2 separate regions of the Mus musculus genome follow, and region 1 is linked to region 2. The links are chromatin contacts, called in public Hi-C maps. All regions are on one chromosome and are shown on one strand. Each heading gives the region's core, a stretch centred on a gene start, on an enhancer-like site or on the middle of the called end of the contact. The rest is flanking DNA. Distances are from core to core; before and after follow the strand shown.

What was found. A called contact is a pair of places that touch in the nucleus more often than the background predicts.
Region 1: a contact with region 2 is called in a Hi-C map of the N1E-115 cell line, with 8 times the contacts expected there. The contact joins two enhancer-like sites. A contact is called at or near these places in 5 of 484 Hi-C or Micro-C datasets (the N1E-115 cell line, adipose-derived mesenchymal stem cells, cerebral cortex and 1 more), 2 of 115 datasets of contacts at active chromatin or transcription factors (embryonic forebrain and embryonic stem cells) and 1 of 9 other capture datasets (embryonic stem cells).

What each region holds. Positions count from the first base shown.
Region 1 is chr16:42,441,831-42,448,032 of GRCm38.p6, forward strand. No RefSeq gene overlaps it. Among named protein-coding and RNA genes, the nearest start is that of Gap43, 100 kb to the left of the region's middle. Within about 2 kb of position 3,446, at least 66 of the 459 cell types and tissues checked have an H3K27ac peak or open chromatin away from gene starts, as enhancers often do. A contact at or near this core is called in the N1E-115 cell line, cerebral cortex, cortical neurons and 1 more, where this site is marked.
Region 2 is chr16:42,186,320-42,191,725 of GRCm38.p6, forward strand. No RefSeq gene overlaps it. Among named protein-coding and RNA genes, the nearest start is that of Mir6540, 110 kb to the right of the region's middle. Within about 2 kb of position 4,047, at least 265 of the 459 cell types and tissues checked have an H3K27ac peak or open chromatin away from gene starts, as enhancers often do. A contact at or near this core is called in the N1E-115 cell line, cerebral cortex, cortical neurons and 1 more, where this site is marked.

The sequences.
Region 1 (6,202 bases), core at 2,196-4,695, 250 kb after region 2:
ACACAGGAGATAATGGATGTCGGCCACGAGGCTCGGAAGCTAGGGGTTTTTATGAGGTAAGGGGCTTAGGGGTGTGGAATTCAGCATAGCGACACACTATTGGCTTATTCAAACTTCAGCAAAAAAATTACATGTACGTGCAGGGTGTCAGAGTTCTGTGAGTTGTTGACTCCAGTTTAGATAGCCCTCTTATGTCTTCACATTCCTCTTTATCTTTAAGATTAAGCTGTTCCCAGGTTTGTTTTTCTTTTTTCTCAGCCCCAGGCAGCCTCTAGGCTCACAAGCAACCAGCAATTTCTGAGTACTTTATATGACTTACAGGTCTTGAAATTTCATCTTTCTTTCAACAGTACAGTTTTTTTCACTTTGCATTCATCTCACCAGAATTTATAATCCCAGCACTCAGGAGGCAGAGGCAGGCAGATTTCTGAGTTTGAGGCCAGCCTGGTCTACAAAGTGAGTTCCAGGACAACCAGAGCCACACAGAGGAACCCTGTCTTGAAAAACCAAAAAAAAAAAAAAAAAAAAAAGAGGAAATCGGTATCTACTAGGTGAGTCCCAAGTGGGCCATTTTATAGTTGATACTTTTTTTCAGAATCGGTACAAGGGTGAAGTAAACTATAACACCTTGTAAGCTAGGAAGAAACAAGACAATTATATATGTTGTGCTCAGTGGAAAGTGGGAACGTATTTACGTTCCAAGGGAACTTTGGATTCAGTCAACCATTCCGAAAGAGGAAATGACATAGTGATGTTACAAAGCAGGCCATGGTCAGAAACCTGCACCCAAGGTTGGCTTCATCTCTAGTCAACTTTAGCGTCCTTTTGGCTCTTTGTCAACTGTGAAATGAGAGAATGACTGGATGGTTACCGGGTCCCTTCTAACTCTCAAAAGTTCTATCTTAAACCCAGAAGTCAATCACTGTGCGTCATGGCCTAGCGATCACATGCTCTGCTCTCTTTCCCTTTTCCCTTCATCTTTTCTTCACTCCTTCTGCTTTAGTCTCTAACTTCCTTTTGTTTGGTACTTGTGGTCTCCATTAGTTTATATTTTGTCTTCTCTGCTTCCTCTACTAACGCTGTCAATTAGTCACCACTCACCTTATTATTGTAGTCATTTCTAGATGCCATCACGCAATATTGACAGCTAATTAGAAAAAAAATCCCTGGCACATACTATGTAAGAGCATCCAAGTTCACTGAGATGAGTGTGTGCGGGTGCCTATTTGAGATTGGGAAGCCAGAGGGGTTATGCTGTGATTTAGAACCTTGCCAGCGAGCCCTTAAGTAAACTGGAAGTCTGAGGAATCTGCAGACAGCCATATGACTAAGAATGAAAAAAAAAAAAAAAAAAAAAAAAACGATTAAAAGGAGCTGACTTGTGGTATTCTGTGCTTTTATGAGTTTTTTATCCCCAAATCGTTAATATTCAGCTGCATTGCCAAAACTCTTTGGAGATGTTTTTATTATAGGTATGTCCCTTAGCAAACAGGGCTGGAAACAAAACCTTGGTAACTAACATTTTCGTGACACAGAAACCATGACTAATTTGAGCACATATGTCTTTTCTTATTCATCTAGAAATAACTGCTCTCCTCTAATTCCTTTTCCTTTCGATATTTTCCTCCTAAATTCAAGCCAAGAAATAGCCCTTGCCTTCCACGTACCTTAACTTATTCCAAAACTTTCCTCAATTTGTGAGCAAAAACTACAAGGCTAATGCATTCAACTCCGACTGTAAATGACAGGTATTTTTTTTGAAATCGAAAAGCATCTTCAGTTGCATTGTGGGAGTCACCTCTTCATTTCTACACCATCCCTCCTCTAAAGACAAGCTCTGTCGAGCACGAATGGTTCTTTTATTTTAGTGTTGCCTTGTTCCAAGAGATCTGCAAAGTCTTCCATACGTATATACTGCTTCCTCATCTTCAACACATGCTTTACTTTATAAGAATGTTGAAATATAAATGTATATCCTTGTGCTAGAATTATAGGCTGCTGTGGGCCAACCAGTGTGAGTTCTGGGAACTCCAAGGTGCCTATGTAAATTGAGTTGCCTTTATTCTTTATCAATTTAACCTTTCCTTGGAGTTCCCATATCATTAATGACTTCTTTTTTTTGTTTGTTTGGGTTTTTTTTGTTTGGTTGTTTTTTTTTTTTTTTTTTGGTTTTTTGGTTTGTTTGTTTTTGTGTTTGTTTTTGTTTTTTGTTTGTTTGTTTGGTTGGTTTTTCGAAACAGGGTTTCTCTGTGTAGCCCTGACTGTCCTGGAACTCACTCTGTAGACCAGGCTGGCCTCGAATTCAGAAATCTGCCTGCCTCTGCCTCCCAAGTGCTGGGATTAAAAGCCCGGCTCATTAATGACTTCTACCCAGCTCCTCTGCATGCTTATGACTACTGCTGTTCCCATCCAAATATAAGGACCTTGAAGGAAAAACCACCCCTTACTCCTTAGGCACATTCAGACTGCAGCACACCTCAGAAAGTGTTTTTGAACTGACATGGTTTCATTCCCTAAAATTGGCAGACACTGATAACTTGTGATGGCTTTCTTTCTTTTCTTTTATTCAAACCCCGCCCCGCCTCTTGTGTGTGTGTGTGTGTGTGTGTGTGTGTGTGTGTGTGTGCAAGCGTCACATGACTGCAGTTATCTAGGGCAGTAAGCAATGTTCAAGTGATTATAGCAGAAAACCGAGATTCCACCAGCGCCCTGGGAATTGCAGCCAGAGATCATCTGAGCCACATGCTTAATATTTTAAACAAGAGGCATGGTCCTTTCAGAGAGGTCTTCGCTACTGATTCTCTCAAAGGATTTAGTCGCTCAGCTACATTTAACATTCACTGGGTCAGACCTTTATCCAAGATGACGTCATCTGAATCCTCATGCAATTCAATTTTAGCGTGTATTCCGCCAGAGTACCTCCCCCCATCCTGCCCCCTGTCTCTTGGTAGACAGAGACAAGGCAAATAAATAGCAGTTAATCTGAAGCGTGAAGCTTTGGAAAGCCTTTAGCCAAGGTTTGTATTTAGTTACCCTCTGGGGGGGGGAGGTGCGGAAGAAGGAAGGAGAGGGCTCAGCCCCCTCATGGCAGTAGGAACCTTTAAGAATTGACTTGGGGAGAAGAGAAAACTCTCAAGCTGCTTGGGAAGGAGCCACCCACAAGGACAGGGACTTCCAGCTGCCTAAGTAATTCAGTCCCCTACATACTGATATCAGAAAGGAGCCTTTGCAGGGTATTTCTCACATGCGCAATAAGCAGCCCTCACCACCTCCCCCACCCCCAGAGCTTCCGTTTTGATTCATCCTCAAAGTGGAAGGCGCTTGAATAACCTAGCTGAACTTTCCTGTTCCTCTGTTTGAAACCTCGAACACAGGCTGGATCAGCCTCACTATCGGCCTGCCTTACTCCCTTTTCTTAACCCTCCTCCTTCCCAGACTCTCCATCCTTTAAATACAAAAGTCCTGGTTTCCCTCCCTCCTGGAGCAGCCATTGACTTCAAACAGGGTCTCCATGGAAACCAGAAGCAGTTTCCTGCATCCTGGAGCCAGGTTCTCTCTTCTAGGTGAAGCAGGGCCTTAGGGAGCTGCAAGAAAAAAGAGGTCTCCTGATTAACGTGAATCTGATGAGGAGGGGAGAGAATTTAGGCAGAGTGGTATGAGTTAAGATAAAAGGAGCTAAGGGTTCAGATTCTCTCTCAATTTTTATTTCAGTTTAACACCGTTCAGAGGAGACCTTGGAACCAAACAAGAAATCTCAAGGTCCAGGTCTATGGCCCCTAGTCTGTCAGCATCCAACAGAGGTCTGTTAAATATGGAGATTGTTTAGGGATGACTTTACAATGAAGTCCCGACTACACTTCTCATAAAAGCAAAGCATTTTTTAAAAGCATTTAAAACGAACAAGAGAACGAAGTCTTTGCTACCGGCTACTCCATTTTCTTTTCATGTACACTCTGCATCACCCCATGCCGCAGACAGAGCTGTACATGAGAATTTAGTGCATAGCCCCCCACCCCCACCTGACCTGAAGGCATGGAGAAAACTCCTTGTACCTCCAGGACTCTGTTACCCCTTCTCCTGATTGATAGACACCTTCATTCATATCTGGCTCTCTAAGTCCAGAACGGCACCTTGACGCTCTTACTCAAACCCATCTGTCCTGAAGCATGATCCTGTCATGGTCTGCCTCTTCCGGAGGTCTCAAAGCCCTTTTCCAGAGTGAGTTCTGTCATCGACCTGAAGGTTCAGTAGAAGACTACAAACAGACCTCTGCTGGCTTCCCCAGTTTACTGTCAGTAGGTCTTGCATGGCCTTTGCTCTTCAGTCATATTTCTGGGTCCACTGAAACAGTTTGTTCTGGAACTTTGTGTCTTCTCTTCTGAAGTTCCTAGTATGTTGTGCAACTTTAGTTAGATAAAATTGTTTTGCTTTTCTCTATTGATAGAGATGTGAGTTTTCCCCTTGCAGTGGGAAAGATGTCGCTTCCTCCTCCCTTGGAGCCCTCTCCCTTGGCATACTCAAATATATTTTTGTTTGTTTGTTTGTTGGTCTCTGTCACAGCTGCAGCAAATGAACAAAAATGTATTTGCTGAAAACAATATAACTTTACTATGTTACATATCTAGAAGGGCATCAGAGGTTTCACTGGATCAGAACCAAGGCATCTGTGGTGGTTTTAGAGCATGCCGGTGTACTTTGACTCTCCGCCCTCTAGAATCCCTAACCAGCAACAGCATCACTCCAATCTCCGTTGTCCCATCTCCTTTCCTGATCTTATCCTCTTTGCCTTCTTTTAAAGATGTCTGTGTCCACGGTGTACACCTAGGTAGTGCAGATCAGCATCTCCATTTCAAACATCAATTTAATTACACCCACTACATCCCTTTGGGAATTATTCTGCCTACCACATAGTGTTTTTTTCTATCTTAAATATGGTGCCACCTCATCAACCACTTGCCTCTCTTATCACTGAGTCTGTCTTTTCCTTTGATGGACAAGTTTTTCTATGTGTTGTTTACAAGAAGTAGCCCATACTATCTCCATCTCCTCACCAGGCATTTCCTTAGCTCCCCACTAGAATTTATTTCTGTCCTCTTCACAGTGCAAAACTATCACGACAAAGTTCAATATTACCTTCAAATTGCCAATTTCAGATGACATTTACCAGTCAGCTTCTACTTCCTTGCTAGCATCCTTTGACATTTTTGAACACGTCCTTCTGTATAAAACTTTCTTCCTTTGATTCCAAGATATTTCTTTCTCCCCCTCCTTCTTTATCCTCTCTGGATTCTACTCTGTTATCATCTTGTCATCTGCCTCTCTGTCTTACTTACCTTTATATTGCTGTGATGCAACAGTGTGACCAAGGAAATTTATAAAAGAAGCCATTTAATTTGAATGGTTCCAGGGGATTAGAGTCCATGACCATCATAGTGGGAAGCATGGCAGCAGACAGGCAGGTATAGATTTGGGGCAGTAGCTGAGAGCTTAACATCTTGATCCACAAGTAGGAGAGAGAGAGAGAGAGAGAGAGAGAGAGAGAGAGAGAGAGAGAGAGAGGGAGAGGGAGAGGGAGAGGGAGAGGGAGAGGGAGAGAGAGAGGGAGAGAGAGAGGGAGAGAGAGAGAGAGAACTGGGAACAGTGTAGCCTTTTAAAACCTCAAGGCTCATGCTCACTGCCATGCTTCCTTCAAAGGCCACACTTTCAAATCCTTCTCAAACAGTTCAACCAAATGGGGACAAAGTATTTAAATATGATACAAACCACCACACATACCAATTGCCAATTAATGTTTTATAGGAACTTGCTAGACAAGATAGCTTGGATGCTTGCTTAAAAATGATGAATATCAGCAGATCTAGTGAGTCAAAATGTACTTAACAGATTCTTTAGGATACCTTGTGTATTAGTTTTCTTGTTGCTCCGACAGAACGCCTGACAGAAGCACTTTACCAGAAGAGAGATTTCTCTCGGCTCACAGTTGTAGATTATAGTCTATATTCCATAGTGGAGAAGGCACAGTGGCTGGAGAAGCTCAGTCCTTGATGGTTGGAGCTTCTTATATATTATCTTCATATTTTGCTGCATCAGAAAGCAGAGAGCCTGGACAGGCACCAGAAGCTAAGCTAATGGTCAAAGCATGCTGCCATCCAGATAGGTCACAGATACCAAAGATTTGACAACCTACCAAATCAGAGCTGCC
Region 2 (5,406 bases), core at 2,797-5,296:
ACTGTCCTCCAATGGGAGGTGAGGAGAAAGTCTTGAGAGATCTGACTACAGAGATGACAAACACTCTCTTCAACCATTTGCTCGTTCATCTTCCGATCTCTCAGATGAGGGATACCTGAGGACCAGGTCACATTCAAATCCAGGAACTTTCTCCAGCAATCTCCTGTCTCATAGAGATTTTATCTCCCAAGAGACAGACTTTTGACATCATGCCAATATTTTCATGACCCTTTCACAGACCTTGCTATGTGGCCAACCAGACTTTGTCAGAAGCTGAATGAAGGAGGGATTGGGGTTACTAAGGTATGATGTCCTGAACCCCTCTTTGAATACAAAAGGAAGATTTTCCAAGTCCCTTGCTACAGGTAGTATCTTACCATGCCCTTTTTCCTTAAAAAAAATCATTCTAAGTTCTATTTTATTTTCCTCAGTCTCTTTCAGAATATCACACACACACACACACACATACACACACAGAGAGAGAGAGAGAGAGAGAGAGAGAGAGAGAGAGAGAGAGAGAGAGAGAGAAAGAGAAAGAGAAAGAGAGAGAGAAGAGACTTCAATATTAGTAGAGTTGTGGGGTTTTGGTTTTTTTGTTTTTGTTTTTGATTTGGCTTGGGTTTTGTTTCATTTCGTTTGCCTTTCAGATCCACATTGTCTTCCACCAGAATTTTTCCCATTTGCCTCTTGTCGAGGAAAACGAGTTTAGAGCATTGACTAGCATGCTGTTAAGACACTACCTATTCAGTCACTTCCAACTCCTGTACTTCTCTGGTCCATGTTATTTTCCAAGTGCTTTTCTGAGTGCTGCGATACTGTGGTGAGGGAAGATAAGTACTGATCTCACACTCTTCTTCAGTAGCTTACTCCAGCTTCAAGTTGAAGAGGATGCTCAAAAAAAAATAAGAGTAAGATGGAATTAAGGCAGACCACCAACACTTTCTATTGAAGACGTAGCCATGACTCATGAGTAGGATTAGCATGCAGATGAGATGAGAAATCTACAAAGCAAAGAAATTCTAAACTGTATCACAGAGATGCAGAGCTCTACAACCATTGAAAGCCGATTTAAACAAACTATTGGGGTGCAGTGGAGATGGCTCCACCAGTAAAACCCTTGCCTTGAAAACAGGAGGGATTGAGATTGAACACCCAAACCTATTTGGATGCTCACACTTGGACCAGATGAAGGCTTTGCTATGTCGAGCCACACTTGAGGAAGGCTCTGCCATTTCCATTGGTCTGAGGCATTGGGATCCTTGACATGTGTGTGTCCGTGTCCATAATGCACTCAGGATCTTATCCACTGCCTACAATGATTTCAATGTGTTGCCCTTAAAACATGGTTTGGGAACTTATCCCTCAAACAACAGTTTGTATGGCAGGTCCAAAACTGTGGTGATTATATCTTAAGAACAAATAGTTAAATGTCAGACATCAACAGAGACTCCATCTTTGACTCTCATCCTAGAAATAGAGGCCAAAGCTTTCTATATATTATACATCAGTCTGTACTACTCTGTTGTAGTGGCACGAAGGAGATGGAGTGGAATCCAAATGTACATCGTTGCCCCTCCACACCTTGCCCGCATATATTACACTGACTCTCAGCACAAGGGAAACTTACCACTTGGAAGATAAGCTGTGGGAAGAACACTCAGTGAAGCAGAGCTGGTGGTTTCCACAATGACTCCTAACTCACTGCCTTAGGCGTCTGGGCACAATTATATTCACAGACAATCCACGGTGGAGCAGTAGCAGTTAGTCTGTTTCCCAACTGAGGGAACCCAAGTTCAGAAAACTCTTATTTGAGGCGACACAGCCATCTGCACAGGGTAACCACAGACCTACTGGGTCTTTTGTGTCTACCATGAGGTTTTTCTCCACTGCAGACTTCTCTATCCTTGTGAAATCTGGAAAGCAGATGCTCAATAACCCATCTGAGCACGCTTAGAGAGTGATACTAACTAGGTGGCACCCCCTAGGATTTATATATCCTAACCTTAACCTCCAGCGCCTTTGCATGTATGTCAGTGCATTTGGAGGGCGGAGGCAGAAACTCTAAAGAAGGAACTGAGGAGGAAGTTATAAGCAAGGGCTAAGAGGCTAAAAAGATGGCTCAGCACAAGTTGCTCTTCCGGAAGACTCTAGTAATAGCACCTACATAGCCCCATAGGCAGCTCGCAACCACCTGTGACTCAAGGGGATGAGAAACAACAACAGAAAACAACTGTCTTCAAGCTGACTCTTGTCCTTAGACAAGAGGAAGAAACAAAGAAACAACAAGAATGAACCAGCACCCTGCTCAACAGAAAGTCCAGGTGCAGACACAGCATAAAAGTGGCCACCAGCCCGCAAAGGACAGAGACACTAAGAGAAACCGAGACTATAGACACTTCAGTGGCTTTCAGCCTTCATTATTTTATTTTATTTTTGACTTTTGGGGTTCTTTTTCGGGGGGGTTGGTTGGTTGGTTGGTTTCAGATTCCCAAAGTATTTTCCCCCATTTAAGGTGCTTTTCTGCAACACAGTCCATTGGCTGTAATGGAAAATGGCTTGTGTCCAAGCTGAATTTCTATCTTCAGGTATCCTTGGCACTGTCCAGAAGGAGGCTCCCTTCCTGAGAGGAGCCTCTGAAAGAATCTTGATAACACTGAATCAGGAGATGCCCATTCCACCCCTACAACCAGCCCACAATGTGGTAAAATAAGCTGTATTGACCAAAACATTTTCATGAAACCATTTGTTATGGTAAATGAGTTTGGGCACCACTGCCCACACCCATCTGCAACGATTAATCTTCTGCCAAAACAGTTTTTATCATCCTGTCCAGGCTTTTGAAATGTGACCTCCCTCTCCAATTTTGGAATCAAATTCAACAGTGTTGGCAAAATAGTAGTGACTAAGGCTGGTGTCTAGAAAATTCCTTTCAACCTTTTTTACAGCTTGCATGGAGATCAGGCCAACACAGAACCAGCAAAATCTCTTTCCTTTTGTTGTGTCGAAGAAGACAAAAGGGAGGAGTCAAGGGCTACAGATGTGACTCCAAAGAAGCACTGTTTGTGACTCCCTGTGGCTTTTACAGGTTAGCTTTACTTTTTGTTGTTGTTGTTGTTGTTGACGAATAGGTGGCAGAAGCCCTGGAAAAGTATTTGTCACATGCAATTGGATTCTTTGCAGCTACACTTGTATTTCCCTAAGGGTCCGTGAGTCCATAGAGATCAGCCGTGAGGGGGAGAGATTGCGTGTGACTGTGCATGAATCAGAAGAAGAACAAAAAGATGCGGCTGATGGTGGCAGGGAAAGACTGGAGTTAATAAGCCAGCATGTGCCTGAGGATTCTATCAGGCACAGGGATGGATGACATAATTGTTTTCTGCCTCTAATGATCTCAGAGATGTGGGATACAAGAGAATATTAAAACAAGACAGAAAGATGGAAACTCATTTTCAGCAGCTGTCAACCAAAATGGGATGTAAACTAGGAGAGAGGCATATTGAAATGTTCACAGGGTTCACTTCATCAAAATGAGCTTTTACCTCTCCCGGATGTCACGCCCTCCTTTTCTTGAGCGGAAGCAGCCTCCCCCCGCCCCCCAAACTGTTGCTCCTTGTATTCTTCCCACAACCTCTGCTGTCACTCCAGTCTCTCGTCACTGTCACCTTGCCTCTCTCCCTTCTTAACATCGTTCAATTTTTTCCTAATCCTCTCTTTCCTCGCCGCAAACATGTTTTTAGTCTCTTTCCTTTCTTCGCTCTATCCCCCTCACCCACCCTCACTTCTGCCATTAATAAGTAACTGAGTGAACCTGGAAACCCTTTTTGTGATGCCAGGAGTTGAATGGAAACGAAAGGAAAAAAAAAAAAAAAAGTCCCTATGAAAAGCACTCCAGTGTCCCCGCCCCGCCTCGGGTGCGGGTGGGCTGTGGCGTCTGCGAAGCCGCGATGCTTGCACGTGCCACGAGGGGGCAGAGGTGCGCGCCAGCGAGCCCGCACCGCCATCCAGCGCGGCAGGAAGTGCTTGGAGGGCGGGCGCCAGCGGCTGCTCTCTTGGCGTCACCCATCACCGCTGCTGACAGCCGCGTAAGGTTTCCGCCTGCTCCCTGGATGTCCACGGATGGGCGCGGCGAAGAAGCAAAGGATTCCTGATGCAAGCGGGAGGGGTAAAGTCTGCCTCAGGCCAATACAGATAGATCTTTTCCCGAAACAAAGGAGCCAGTGGTGCCGTTACGATCAGAGCATCAAGAAGCATAGCTGGGGGAGCCCCTAGGAGCCCAGCAGCCTACCGAGGTCCCCTTTGCTTCCCTGCCCCAGCTCTTCCCCGCCTGCGATGCAAGGGGGTCACATTCCTGAGCTCCTCAGTCCCCTTCCCAGGTAGCTGGAGTAGCTGGAGCCTTCATCTTTGTTAGCCAGGTCACTGTGAATCCAAACAGCAGCTTGCTTGGCCTTTTGGGTGACAGGCGAGATTAGAAGTAGCCCACAGGCTCCGTGTAGGGGAAGGATTGATTAACATTCTTCCCCTGCGGGTTCAGTTTCCTGCAAATCGCAGTAGGCTCAATTCAGCAGCAGATGGCGGTAACGCTTCTGTCAACCTGAGGATTCTCTGTGGCTGGACACACAAGTCCACACACACACACACACACACACACACACACACCCCACCCCACACCATGTATCACATACCACCACGCCTTAAGCAAGCACACTTTGAGAGTCTGGAGCCCCACAGAGATTCTGATCCCTCCAATAAATTTCCAAAGCAGGATAGGATGGAGAGAAAGACCACAATGATGGCAGAGTAATAGCCATTTGTTGGCGGCTCTGAGCCAGGTGCGCACTGCTTTTACAAGACGGGTAGTAAAATAACGGTGTTCAACTTTTATATGATGAGGTAAGGTTAGTTAAGAAATTAACTGCCCGCATTTTCCTTGCCTTTAAGTTGTGAGAATACACAGGTGCCTTTTCCATTCAAAGAAGGTAACTAGGCCTGATTCTCATTCTCTCTCTCTCTCTCTCTCTCTCTCTCTCTCTCTCTCTCGGAGCAGACGGCTCTTCATTTATTTAATTATTTATTTATTAGCTTTTAAAGGATTAGAATTATTCGACCGACTGCTTTTAGACAGGATTCCTCCTGTGCTAATAGTGCTTTAAGAATGAGGATCTTGGTGTAGCAGTCTGCCGTTACAGCTTTTCCCAGAGGAAATATCTCCAGACACTGCTTCTCAAGGATGGTCAGAAGTGGGACCCACCCGAGGGACTGGTGCTCCTGTAGCGTGGAAGAAATGGCTTCCTAGCCGTTGCAGGACTGTTATGCCGTTTGCACAGCCCCTCTACGGGACTGCTTTTCACCTGATCAATCCTGTCACACGTTGGAGCTAGAGATCACTGTGTTTCTATGAAGCCACCC